Linked DNA regions of Sus scrofa: region 2 is linked to region 1. Evidence: chromatin contacts called from public Hi-C data. All regions are on one chromosome and are shown on one strand. The core of a region is the stretch at or near the end of the contact, and the rest is flanking DNA. Distances in the headings are between cores, read along the strand shown.

Region 1 (5,773 bases), core at 1,275-3,774:
TGGCCTTGCTCAGTGGGTTAAAGATCCAGAGTTGCCAGATGCAGTGTAGGTCTCAGATGCAGCTCCGATCCCACGTTGCTATGGCTATGGCTATGGCTGGGGACTTCCATATGCTATAGGTGTGTGGCCCTAAAAAGAAAAAAATAAATCTTTCATTTTGGTCACCCTTGTTTTCACACGGGTGACGGAGCACTTGTAGCAGCCATGGGGTGCAACGACAACCTTAAAGATGTGTTAGGCCATTTTTTTCCTTAAAGGAAACCTGACCGCAATCCCTCACCCCCCTGGATGGGACCAGAGTTCTTTTCTGTGATTACTGGGGCTTCCAGCCCATGGCCAGGCGAGGCTGGAGAAATACCAGATAGAGCAAAACATTTGGGGAACCCATAGGTCTTTGTTCTTTGGCTTTGCTGTTCCCACATCCTCAGGCTGCCTGTGTCACATTTCAGCATGGAGGCTTCCTGAGCCTGGAGTCCCTGCCAAGAGTCCCTCCCCATGCTGAGTGGGCAACCCTGTGCCCACTCCTCTTGATGGGGAACCACACACCAACCCCACCCCTTATGTCACGTGGCCTCTGTCGCTTGCTCTGTGGCCTCCTCCTCCCCCTGTTTCTCCAGACACGACACCAAAGCACTGCTGATTTCTTTCTGCCCTACCTCGTCCCCCAGCAGTCTCCTCAGAGCCTTTTTTTATGCTGAAGGTCACTAATTGGGAGCCCTGCGACCTAACCCTGCCCATGGACCTGTATGGTCTTATTCCCAGTGTTTTACAAAACAGGGAACTTCGGGTGCAGATTCTGATATCTGGCATTTCTGGAAAAATCAGAATATTTGGCAATGCTGGGTATTGATTGCCTCATGACAAGTTGGCCTGGTCGTAAGCATGGTTCAGATGGGGGTGTGTGACCTATGGCTTGACTGGCCCCTGCAGGCAATTTTGGTGTATTAAGTTGATTGTTTTGATTCAGTACATACTTTTTGAGCACTTTTTCCATATTAGACCTTATTCTAGGCACTGGGGATACAGAAATGATAAGGACCAAGGACCCTATCTGGATGGAACCCATATTGCGACGGAAGAGATAGATGATTTTGTTTGTTTGTTTGTTTGTTTGTTTTAGGGCCGCATCTGTGGCATATGGAACTTCCCAGGCCAGGGGTCAAACCAAAGCTGCAGCTGCCAGTCTACACCACAGCCACAGCAACGTGGGATCTGAGCCATGCCTGTGACCTACACCACAGCTTATGGCAACGCTGGATCCTTAACCCACTGGGTGAGGCCAGGGATCGAACCTGCATCCTCGTGGATACTACTCAGTTTTGTTACCACTGATCGACAATGACGGGAACTCCTAGACAATTTTTAAAAGTGGATACAGAAAGCTTAAAATGGCAGATGATGGTATCTGCTGTGAATAACATAAAGCAGAGGAGTGGCCGTAGAAAGCCGTGAACTGAGGGGAGTGAGACACCATCTTTTGTGAGCTGTTTCATGAAGGTCTGTTTTGTTTGTTTGTATGTTTTTGCTTTTTAGGGCCACACTCACAGCATATGGAGGTTCCCAGGCTAGGGGTCAAATCGGAGCTACAGCTGCCCGCCACAGCCACAGCAATGCAGGACCTGAGCCGAGTCTGTGACGTATACCACAGCTCACAGCAACGCCAGATCCTTCACCCACTGAGCGAGGTGAGGGATCGAACCCACAGCCTCGTGTGTCCTGGTCAGATTCTTTTCCACTGCACCACAGTGGGAACTCTGCGAAGGTCTGTTTTAAGGTGATATTTAGGTAGACACCAAAATCAATGAGGAGCTTCACAAAGCCAAGAAGAGAGAGTTCACTTTCGCTGCTGTGCACAGGTTTGATCCCTGGCCAAGGATCTCCCGCAGTCATATATGGGGAAAAAAAAAAAAAAAAGTGAGAGAGAGTTTGCCATCAAGCTGCCCCCTTCTTCAAACCCAGGAGCCAGGGGACTAAGCAAGGACTTAGGACAGTCCAGGGTAGTATATAGAGGCCAGCACCCGGAGCTCTCATCTGTTCTTATTTTTGTATTCTTGCAGAAGCCGAACAATGAGTATCTTACTAAGTTTTCCATCCTCCTCTTATACACATTTTTAAGAGCTAAGGCTAAATTACAAATAGGGTATTTACTCTCCTGTGGAGTGAATCAACCCTGTTTTATTTTCTTTCCCAGGGAGGAGGAAGGGGAGCTGGCCTTTCTGCTTTAGTCACAGGCCTCCCAGAGCAAGCTTTTCTCATTTGGTGTGGCGTATGCCTCTGAGGTCTTTTCTTGGGTCATGATCACAGCTAGTGTTCGACGACTACAGGTGCCCGATCACACATGAGGCTGTGGTCATCCCCATAAACATGATGCCATCATGAGTTCACTTTTCTATTTCGAGAAGCCTGTCAGCTAGAAATACCTCCACCTTATTTCCCAGACGCATGCGTGCTGAGCGAGTCGCCAAAATAGCCCTTTGAGTAAGTGGCAGCTTTAAAAGCCATCCAGAAGCTGACTTCAAACTAGAAGGTCAGCAAAGGAAAGTGGAAGTTGGATTCTGAGCGGTCAAGGTGCCCACAGGAATTTAATCGGAGTCGGGACTTTGCAGACTTGGACAACTTTAAGGGGACTTCTTGGATTTCTTGCCTGTGACCTGTCTCTGTCTCCTCTCTTTGGACGTCAAGATGAATGTGCAGGCTTGCTCCAGGTGTGGGTATGGCGTGTACCCTGCTGAGAAGATCAACTGTCTAGACCAGGTCAGTAGATATTTCTTGGCCTTTGGCAGTGGTAACAAACCTGAGAAATTTATCTTCTCACATATGGACCTGTGGAAGTCTTTTGAACCACTAAAATAAGGTGTATTTCCCACCTTTCTTCAGTTGTACCCATTTCTGGCCACATCTCCTGTATTGTCTCAAAAAAATTGTATTCGTTTATCTACGCATCATAGCCGTGTGTGTGTGTTTTATCACCATTTTATCCCTAAAGCTTGTTTTTTTCTTTCTTTGACTCTGAGATACACAAGAATCCTGAGTCTGAAAAAAAAAAAAAAAAGAAAAGGAATTTTGCTAAAACTTTTTCTATATGATTTGTAGATATGGCACAAAGCATGTTTTCACTGTGAAGTTTGCAAGATGATGCTATCGGTTAATAACTTTGTGAGTCACCAGAAAAAGCCATACTGTCACGCGTAAGTGTTTGCTGTCCTCCCCACCACCCCTTGAGTTGTATTTATTTTTTAAGCCAGTAGCCAGCAGAGGTTCAAATCACAGACTCCTGGGTTAAATCCAAGAAACATCTCCTCCACAGTTTTTACTTACATCCAATCATCAAAGAGACCTAAGACAGGATGTTATGCAACAGAAAGTTGAAAATTTCACATTTCTGATAAGTAAAAGATCAGATCTATCCACTATAACCTCACGTCAAATTATTAAATGTTACATAGAACAGTGTAGTTGCCGTGGGGATGCATGAGGCTTTAAGTGTTTCCTTTTAAATAACTTCAGAATCCTTTTGTATTTCTTCAGAAAGTTTTGAAGTGATCATTTCCAGTTCAGTCTAGTCTATAGGTTAAATAGGTTGAATTTATTTGATTTTTTTTTCCTTTATGACTCATTGCCTGGAAAAATCTTCAAAATAATTATGAAGTTTTATATTTTTTGATTAAAGAAGACTCTGCCTTTAAGAACAGTTTTGCAATCATTGTAGATAAAATATATTTCTAATTTCAGTTTCTGTCTAATTTTTGTAGCCATAACCCCAAGAACAACAGCTTTACAAGTGTCTATCACACTCCGTTAAATCTAAAAGTGAGGCAGTCTCCAGAGGCCATCGGTGGGGTAAGTTTGCATTTCAAAATAACCTTGAAAGAAAATGTCTTAACTCAGGCAACTGTTAGGTTTTTAAGTGTCTCTGCCCAGATGTGAACCTACCTGTTTTCTCCACATATATAAGCAGAGGGCATTTAAGTAGAAAATATTCCTATTTGTCCTACCATAGCATAGAGGCCAATACACAGGATAATCTAGCTCGAATATTCGGGGTCCTTGTGTCCATTTTATTTTATTTATTTTATTTTTTATTTTTTGGTCTTTTTAGGGCCACACCTGCAGCACATGGAGGTTCCCAGGCTAAGGGTCGAATTGGAGTTATAGCCGCCAGCCTATGCCAGAGCCAGAGCAATGTGGGATCCAAGCCGTGTCTGTGACCTCCACCACAGCTCATGGCAACTTGCGCCAGATCCTTAACCCACTGAGCTAGGCCAGGGATCAAACCTGTGTCCTCACGGATGCTAGTTGGGTTTGTTAACAGCTGAGCCACGACAGGAACTCCCCTTGTGTCCATTTTAACCTCTCTGTGTGTGCCAGCTCTGGACACATTGATGCAATAGGCCATGCATACACTACGCACTTAGTACATAAAACAAAGTTCATGTAGTTGGAAAACATTACAAAGGCCTTTCCTTTCTTTTCCTGTGGCATTTCGGTACTAGTTCTACACTCGTAAATCTCTCTGAATTTAGTAGTGTTTAAGGTTATTTGCATTGGAGTTCCTGTTGTGGCTCATCTATAACAATCCTAACTGCTATCCATGAGGACGCAGGTTTGATCCCTGGCCTTGCTCAGTGAGTTAAGGACCTGACATTGCCATGAGCTGTCCTGTAGGTCGTAGACACCGCCTGGATCCTGTGTTGCTGTGGCTGTGACATAGACAGGTAGCCGCAGCTCTGATTCGACTCCTAGCCTGGGAACTTACATATGCTGTGGATGCAGCCCTAAAAAAAAAAAAAAAGATTATTTGCAGTGTGTTTAAGATCTCTTTCCCTATGGGTAGGGGTCAGTCAAGGATATTTTGGTTTGGAACGGATGTTTGGATAGACAAGGAAGCCCTATGGATAAGCCAATCTGTTTTGAAAAATTAACAATAGAATTTTATCAGAGAACAATTGATTGACTGCTTGCCATATAGAATGATGAATCATTTTACCTCCCTCCCCCATGCCTCACAAGTTGTTTTGTGGGATGGAGCTAGCAGCCTTCTAAAATTAGAAAATGATCTACGAGGTGGAAGGCTCTCTAGTAATCTGCCTTCCTCGTGTTACCTCCTCTCATCCTGGCGCTCCTGCCCACCCAGGCCCTCATCCTCCTCAAGGAAACGGACATTAGACTGAGCTTATTCTTATTGTGTGCCATGTTGCTTATTTCACTAAGGGCTCACACCAGTTGTGAGTTTATTATTTTATAACAAACTTATATAACATTTACTGTACAGATGGGGCTCCTGTTGGGGCTCAGCAGTAACAAGCCCAACTAGTATCCGTGAGGATGTGGGTTCAATCCCTGGCCTCATTCAGTGGGTTAAGGATCCTGCATTGCCATGGGTTGAGCTGTGGTATGGGTCACAGACGAAGCTTGGATCCTGTGTTGCTGTGGCTGGGGCGTAGGTTGGCAGCTATAGCTCCCATTAGACCCCTAGCCTGGGAACTTCCATACAGGGCACATGTGGCCCTAAAAAGAAAAAAAAGAAAAAGAAAAAAAAATTACTGTACAATTGCTTAGTTCATTTAATACATTACAATCCAATCAAGTAAATAGTATCATTATCCCCTTCTACTGGTCAGGAAGCCCAGGCTCGGAGAGTGGTTCAGTTACCATTGATTTCTAAGGATCAACGAGCCTTAAGAATTCACAAGCCATCCTAGATTATTGAAAGGCTAATTCTTCTAGGATTTTGCTTTCATCTCTTTTTCTTTGTTTGTGTTTTTGCTGTTGT
Region 2 (5,773 bases), core at 1,330-3,829, 390 kb before region 1:
AATTTTACCAGCAGATTCATGTGGGCCCTTGGACATAAAAAAATAATAAAAATATCCTTAAGATAATTATATTTATAATAATGGATACAGTTACAGTACCATGATAAAAGAGTATAAAAAGGTGTTTTTCCCAATAAATCACTAGCTCAATAGCATAATAGACAACAGAAGTAGAGTTTGAACTTTATTTTAGTTTTTAAGATCTGCCCCCACCCCACCCCGCCCCTGCTAAAAAATATTTAATTTCTTTTTGTGCAAGTAACATCTTCTGTGGGTTTTACAATTCCTAATACTGTGCAAAAATGCCACTTCGAATCATGCCTTTGTTTTGTTTTTACCCGCATGTGCAGTAATCTGAATTATTTCCTTTTTTTTTCTGTCCTGTCTTCAATGGACAGAGTCACATGTCACAGAGGCTCAGCGCCTAGTCCTCCCAACTAATATTGATACATAAATAAGCTGTTTAATGTAAACAAGTCTCTCTATCTTGCTGTGCAACGTGCACAGTGTGAGGTAGGAACCCCTCAGCCTGACCACGGAGGTGCTCGGGGACAGCCGGCTTGCCCTGCAAAAGGAAAGCAAGGTGAGGCTTGTTCCAAGAATAGCTTACAATTTCCTGAAACTTTGCCTGTATCCTTTCCCTCTGCTTTAAGAACAGGAGAAATCATGGCTCCGGACTTAAAATGAAATTTCTCTGCAAAGCAAACATGTCCTGACACACTGTCCCTCCTTGCTCTCCGGTTGACTGCTCCCGTCCCCGGGAACGGAATGGAAGCCAAGTTGAGACACCTTTTTAAAAACTCTCCTGCTTCTCCCATCCCTTCCCTAGTCTTCGCAGAAAGTGTTAAAAACCACCTGGGGGAATAAAAATCTAAAGATGCATCACACGCACACACAAAAGGAGGACGGACCACAAACAGAGAAAAGAACTCAAGAAAAATGAGCAAGCCACTCTCCCACCCTCCCCAAACTTTCCTTTCTGTGCAGCGGTCCGCGGCTTTTCTGTTTGCCTTAGATGATGCAGACGAGGTTTGCGAGTTCACCTGCTTTCGGTCTCGAGTAAACACAGATCTCCTCATCCCCCGGGAAGCCTTTCGGGGCGCCGGGTTCTCTTCTCTCGGCGCAGAGCCTGCATCCCCGCTGGGGAGGTGGGGAGGGAGCGCTGGGCCCTACACCTTGGATTCCGAGGCGCGGCCCCCGGGGCTCCGCTCGTCCAGGCTCGAGTCGCTGTCAGCTGCCGCCCCGCCGTTATATCCGGCCCAGGGCTCCAGCAGGGGCGCCGGCGGCGCGGCCCCGACGTCTTCTTCGTCGTCGTCGTCGTCCGAGGCGGCCCCGGGCGACGGCGGCGGCCGGGCCACCGCCAGGCAGCCAGAGGCGCGCGGCCCATCCCCGGCGGCCGCGCAGCTCCCGCGGGCGACCCGGCGCGCGCAGCAGAGCAGGCGCTGGAAGGCCTTGCGGAAGTCAGGGCTGCGGCAGTAGATGATGGGGTTGAAGGCCGAGTTGGCGTAGCCCAGCCAGTTGAAGAAGACGAAGAGGCGGTCGGGCACCAGGTCGCGGTGGAAGGCCTTCACCACGTTGGCCAGGAAGAAGGGTAGCCAGCAGAGCGTGAACACGCCCATGATGATGCCCAGCGTCTTGAGCGCCTTCTGCTCTCGCAGGGCCACGAGGCGCGAGGGCCGCCTCTTGCTGGTGCGCCCGTTGGCTACCGGGGCTGCGGCAGCGGCGGCAGGGAGCGGGGACCCGGGCGAGGGCGCGGGCGAGGGCGGCCGCGCGGGGCTGCCGAGAAAGCGGCGCTCGCAGCTGTCGATCTTCTTCACCTGCTTCTGGGCCTCGCGGAACACCCGCAGGTACACGAAGGCCATGATGCACAAGGGCACGTAGAAGGAGACCACGGACGAGGCGATGGCGTAGGCCCTGTTGGTGACGAAATCGCAGCACTTGGGGTCGTTGTAGCAGCGGCGTGCCTCGGCACCCTTGTCCCGCCACCAGTGCATGAGGATGGGCAGGAAGGACACCAGGGCCGAGATGGCCCACACGGTGCACACGAGGGCCCGTGCCCGCGCGCGGGTCAGCAGGCTCTGGTAGCGAAAGGGCGACGTGATGGCGAGGTAGCGGTCCAGGGCGATGACACACAGGGTCTCGATACTGGCCGTCACGCACAGTACGTCCACCGACGTCCAGAGCTCGCAGAAGAAGGAGCCGTACTCCCAGCGGCCCCACACCACGATGGTGGCCCCGAATGGCACCACCAGCAGCCCCATGACCAGGTCGGCGCTGGCCAGGGACATGATGAAGAGGTTGGTGAGCGTCTGCAGCCTCGGCGTCTTGGCGATGGCCACGATCACCAGCACGTTGCCCGCCACGATGAGCAGCACGATGAGCGCCATCAGGAGGCCCATGCCAGCCGTCCACTGCTGCGACAGCTGCACGGATCCCTCGCTGGCTGGGGTCAGCAGCGAGGCGGGAGGGGACGCAGGCACCAGCAGCCGCGCCGCGGTGGCCGCGCCGTCGGGGAGCGGCGCGGCGGATGACAGGTTGCAGGGCTCGGAGGCACCCAGGGCGAGCGCCCCCGCGCCCATACCGAGCTGCGGAGGCCGGGGGCGGGGGGTGTGGCGGAGTTGGGCCGCGGTCGGGGAACCCCCCCAGAGGCCCGGGCGGCGGGGCGCGACGAGGGAGGTCGCGGCCAGGTCAGGGCAGCCGCGGCGCGGGGCCGGAGGCATGGGCGCAGGGCGCCTTCCCCGCCAGAGCTGTGCGCTGTCGCCGCCGCCGCCGCCGCCGCTGCTGCTGGAGCCGCTGTCGCTGCTGGAACAGCTGCCGGGACCTCAGCATGTTTCTGAGCGCGCGGAACCCGCAGCCCCGGCACCCAGCACCCACCCCACCCCGCTCCCACTCCCACTCCCTGGAGCCAACCCCCGGGGCCTCGCGTCAGGCTATTGCAGCCAATCCGAGCGAAGGCACGCCCCGATCTGGTTCTCCCCCCCCCCCCCGCGCAACTCCCCTCACCCCCTCCCCGCCCCCGGCGGTTCAGCAGCTCTGGGGAGTCCGGAGGAGATCGCCCAGCGAGCGCCGCCTCGGCGCCCGCGGGTTCCTGCGCTCGCGCCCCTCCCTGAGCTCGCTAGTTCTAGCGCCCAGTTCCCCTCGGCCCCCTACTGCGCCTGGTTCCCACCCTGTCCCCTTCCACAGCCCCCAATCTCTCCTTTCCTGCGCCTCCGGCGTTTGGCTCCCTCTTGCGCCCCAGCTTAAGTAGCCACCCCTTTACCTCCAGTGCGCAGTTTCCCCGCAGAGCAGAGCGCGCGTTTCCTTTAGCGGCGGGGTGGGGACCTTGGTGTTCTCCAAGCGCCAGAGCGCCTTGCACCGTCTGCCTGCTGGGGTTGAAGGAGTCTGCTGCAAGATTGTTTCTCCTGTTGGGCTGCCTAGTAGGCTGTGTGTAAAATCCTTCCCCCGTCAGGAGGGGACCCAGCCAGCCTGCGCCCTGCCAGCTCGGGGGATCAGAGGCGGGTGTTAGCGGTTAGAGGAAACTTTCCAGCAAGCGCCTTGCTAGAGCAAACCGCGCATCTGTCAGGGACGCTCTCTGGGAGCTATTTTTTGCAAGAAGCTTCTGTGGTTCCAGTGCAGCAGATGCGGGAAGGATGGGGACGTTTGTGCATCTGACAGCTAATGCTGAAGACCAGTTGGAAAAACACACTTCTCAGTCCCAGCTGATGGTTGTGTGAGTGTGACGCAACAGTGTGTCGATAATGTGGAGAGCGAGGCTTAAGGAAACACGAATGTTAAGGTAAAGTAAATGACACTGTCACCAAGAAAGAACACATTTAATTACATTTCAGACTTTTCACCTTCAGTAATAACACTTGGATGTGGTGTTTTATTATTCACATGATTTTATCATTTGAGCTGAGTCGATGCAAACAAAAACGTACGTTCGTTTTGGTTGACATAATGAGTTGAGATTTATTTCTGGGTCTGCTGGGTTGTTTTCTCCTTTGCCCAAGTTCCCAGATTCTGAGAACTCTAGGATTAGTTTCCCAGGGATGAGAGAAGAACACATGTAAATACTCAAGAAGATTACAATCTAATAGCATTTAAAGTTATATCAGAGGATTTTGAGCTGGCCAGTGAATGGGTTTAAAATTTGTCAGTCTTTCTCCTAGCAGGCAGTGTGATTAAATGTGGGGACCCAGCGACAGGATGGCCACCATGAAGACAGAATGCAGCAGAAAGTTAGCAAGCTTCTCCCCCCCCCCCTTTGGCCATGGTCAAGTGCTCAGCTCAGGCTTGAAAATAAAAAGCCTTCAACTGAATCCTTGAGAAGTAAACAGCTTCTAATTACCCATGAGAGGGTGCGTGAACATGTTATATAATGCTCAGACGTCTTTCTAGCATTGGAAGGAAAAGAATAGCTTTTGGAAGGAACATCAACATGAGAACCAAACTCATATTCTTACCCTGTAGACAGACCGACTTCCACAGCTACTCAAGAGCGACAAGCAATGGTTCTTCAGTTTATAAAGCCACACAGTTTGAACTGTTCACCTTCTTTTCTATCCAAACATATAGATTTGCTTTAGGCCCAAAGCAGGCAGGTGTGGGTGACTTAGTTGTTTATTCACCCCTGCCCTAGGACTTGTGAGCCTAGTCCTGCCAACTTGGGGAGGTCTCTCTCCAAGGGAGAGCAAGGAAAAGACAGGGTTGGGGGTGGGGGTGGGGGGCGCACCCTGAGTTCAGTGTGAGCGTCCAGAGAGCTGTATCACCCATGTCACTGCCAGCCTGTCTCCCTTCTGACTTTTTTCTGTTCCCGCCCTCACGGGGCAGTCTCAAAATAGCCACAGGGCTGGAGAGCCTTGGGCTGGATGCTGCTGTGGGATTCTGAGTGCCGGACTGCGCAGTGAGGTGTAAGGAGTGTGGGAAGGAGGCCTTCTGTCCATCTCCATCTCTCTGTAAAGTGGTGTTGCTGGACTATCGTGTGCCAAGCTTAAGTGCCCCTGAAGGGTGAAGGGATTGCATTTCTGTGCGTGATAAGGCCTGACTTATCACAGGTCACAGGGGTTCAGTACCGAAGCCTGGATGCCGATAACATTTCCATATATATAAATATGTATATATTTGTGTACCTTATGTATACATACATGTATTGGTATACATATGAATATGTATAAACATACCATGAATGTCAGGGCGGGAGATTTGAATTGTTGTAAAAGTCTCTGAAACTTTTCTCCCCTGCTCATTCGGAAATGCATCAAGTATCCCTGAATTTCTGGATAACATATACATTAAATCACAAATATCCAAAACCAGTTTATGTTGATAGGCGTTCCAGCGCAGGGCTGCAGGCATGAAGGGATTCTTGGGATGCATGGGGCTGTCCTTCAGCTGTACTGCTGGAAAAGTTTGGAATAGTTCATATTCATCCAGAGTTAGCTTTCTTTTAAAAATAAAATGTTCTCAGGTCTCCTTTAATCCCTATGCTTCAGGACAATTTTTTAAATCGTTTTTGAGCTAGCATTTTTTTGTCCTTAGAGAAGGATACAAGATTAAGCAGCAAATATATCCACTTATTCAGGTATTAGATTGTTGCAAGTCCCAAATGAGTAACTAACTCTTTATTTCCCCATTCCCCACTCCCAACTGTTAAAATGAATCAGTTCTTGGGAACCCACAGACTTGACAGTACTAAAAAAACAGCAGAGAGCTCCAGCAATAAATGCTAATCAATGCATTGAGAGGGAGTGAGCTTCTTCCTAAGTATTTCCTGCCCCACCTCTACCTTTCT

Evidence for each region. Hi-C and Micro-C count contacts between places; a contact is called where the count stands out from the background.
Region 2: a Hi-C map of heart right ventricle shows a contact between it and region 1, with 4 times the contacts expected there. The contact joins the promoter of ADRB1 here to the promoter of NRAP in region 1. A contact is called at or near these places in 2 of 5 promoter capture datasets (fetal liver and liver) and 1 of 47 Hi-C or Micro-C datasets (heart right ventricle).

The regions. Positions count from the first base shown.
Region 1 is chr14:124,004,507-124,010,279 of Sscrofa11.1, reverse strand. NRAP (nebulin related anchoring protein) reads left to right here and starts at 2,524. Exons shown (of 41, transcript NM_001044616.1): 1 at 2,524-2,754; 2 at 3,094-3,188; 3 at 3,753-3,840. The coding sequence starts at 2,683.
Region 2 is chr14:124,397,136-124,402,908 of Sscrofa11.1, reverse strand. ADRB1 (adrenoceptor beta 1) reads right to left here and starts at 2,579. Exons shown (of 1, transcript NM_001123074.1): 1 at 1,170-2,579. The coding sequence starts at 2,579. The coding sequence ends at 1,170.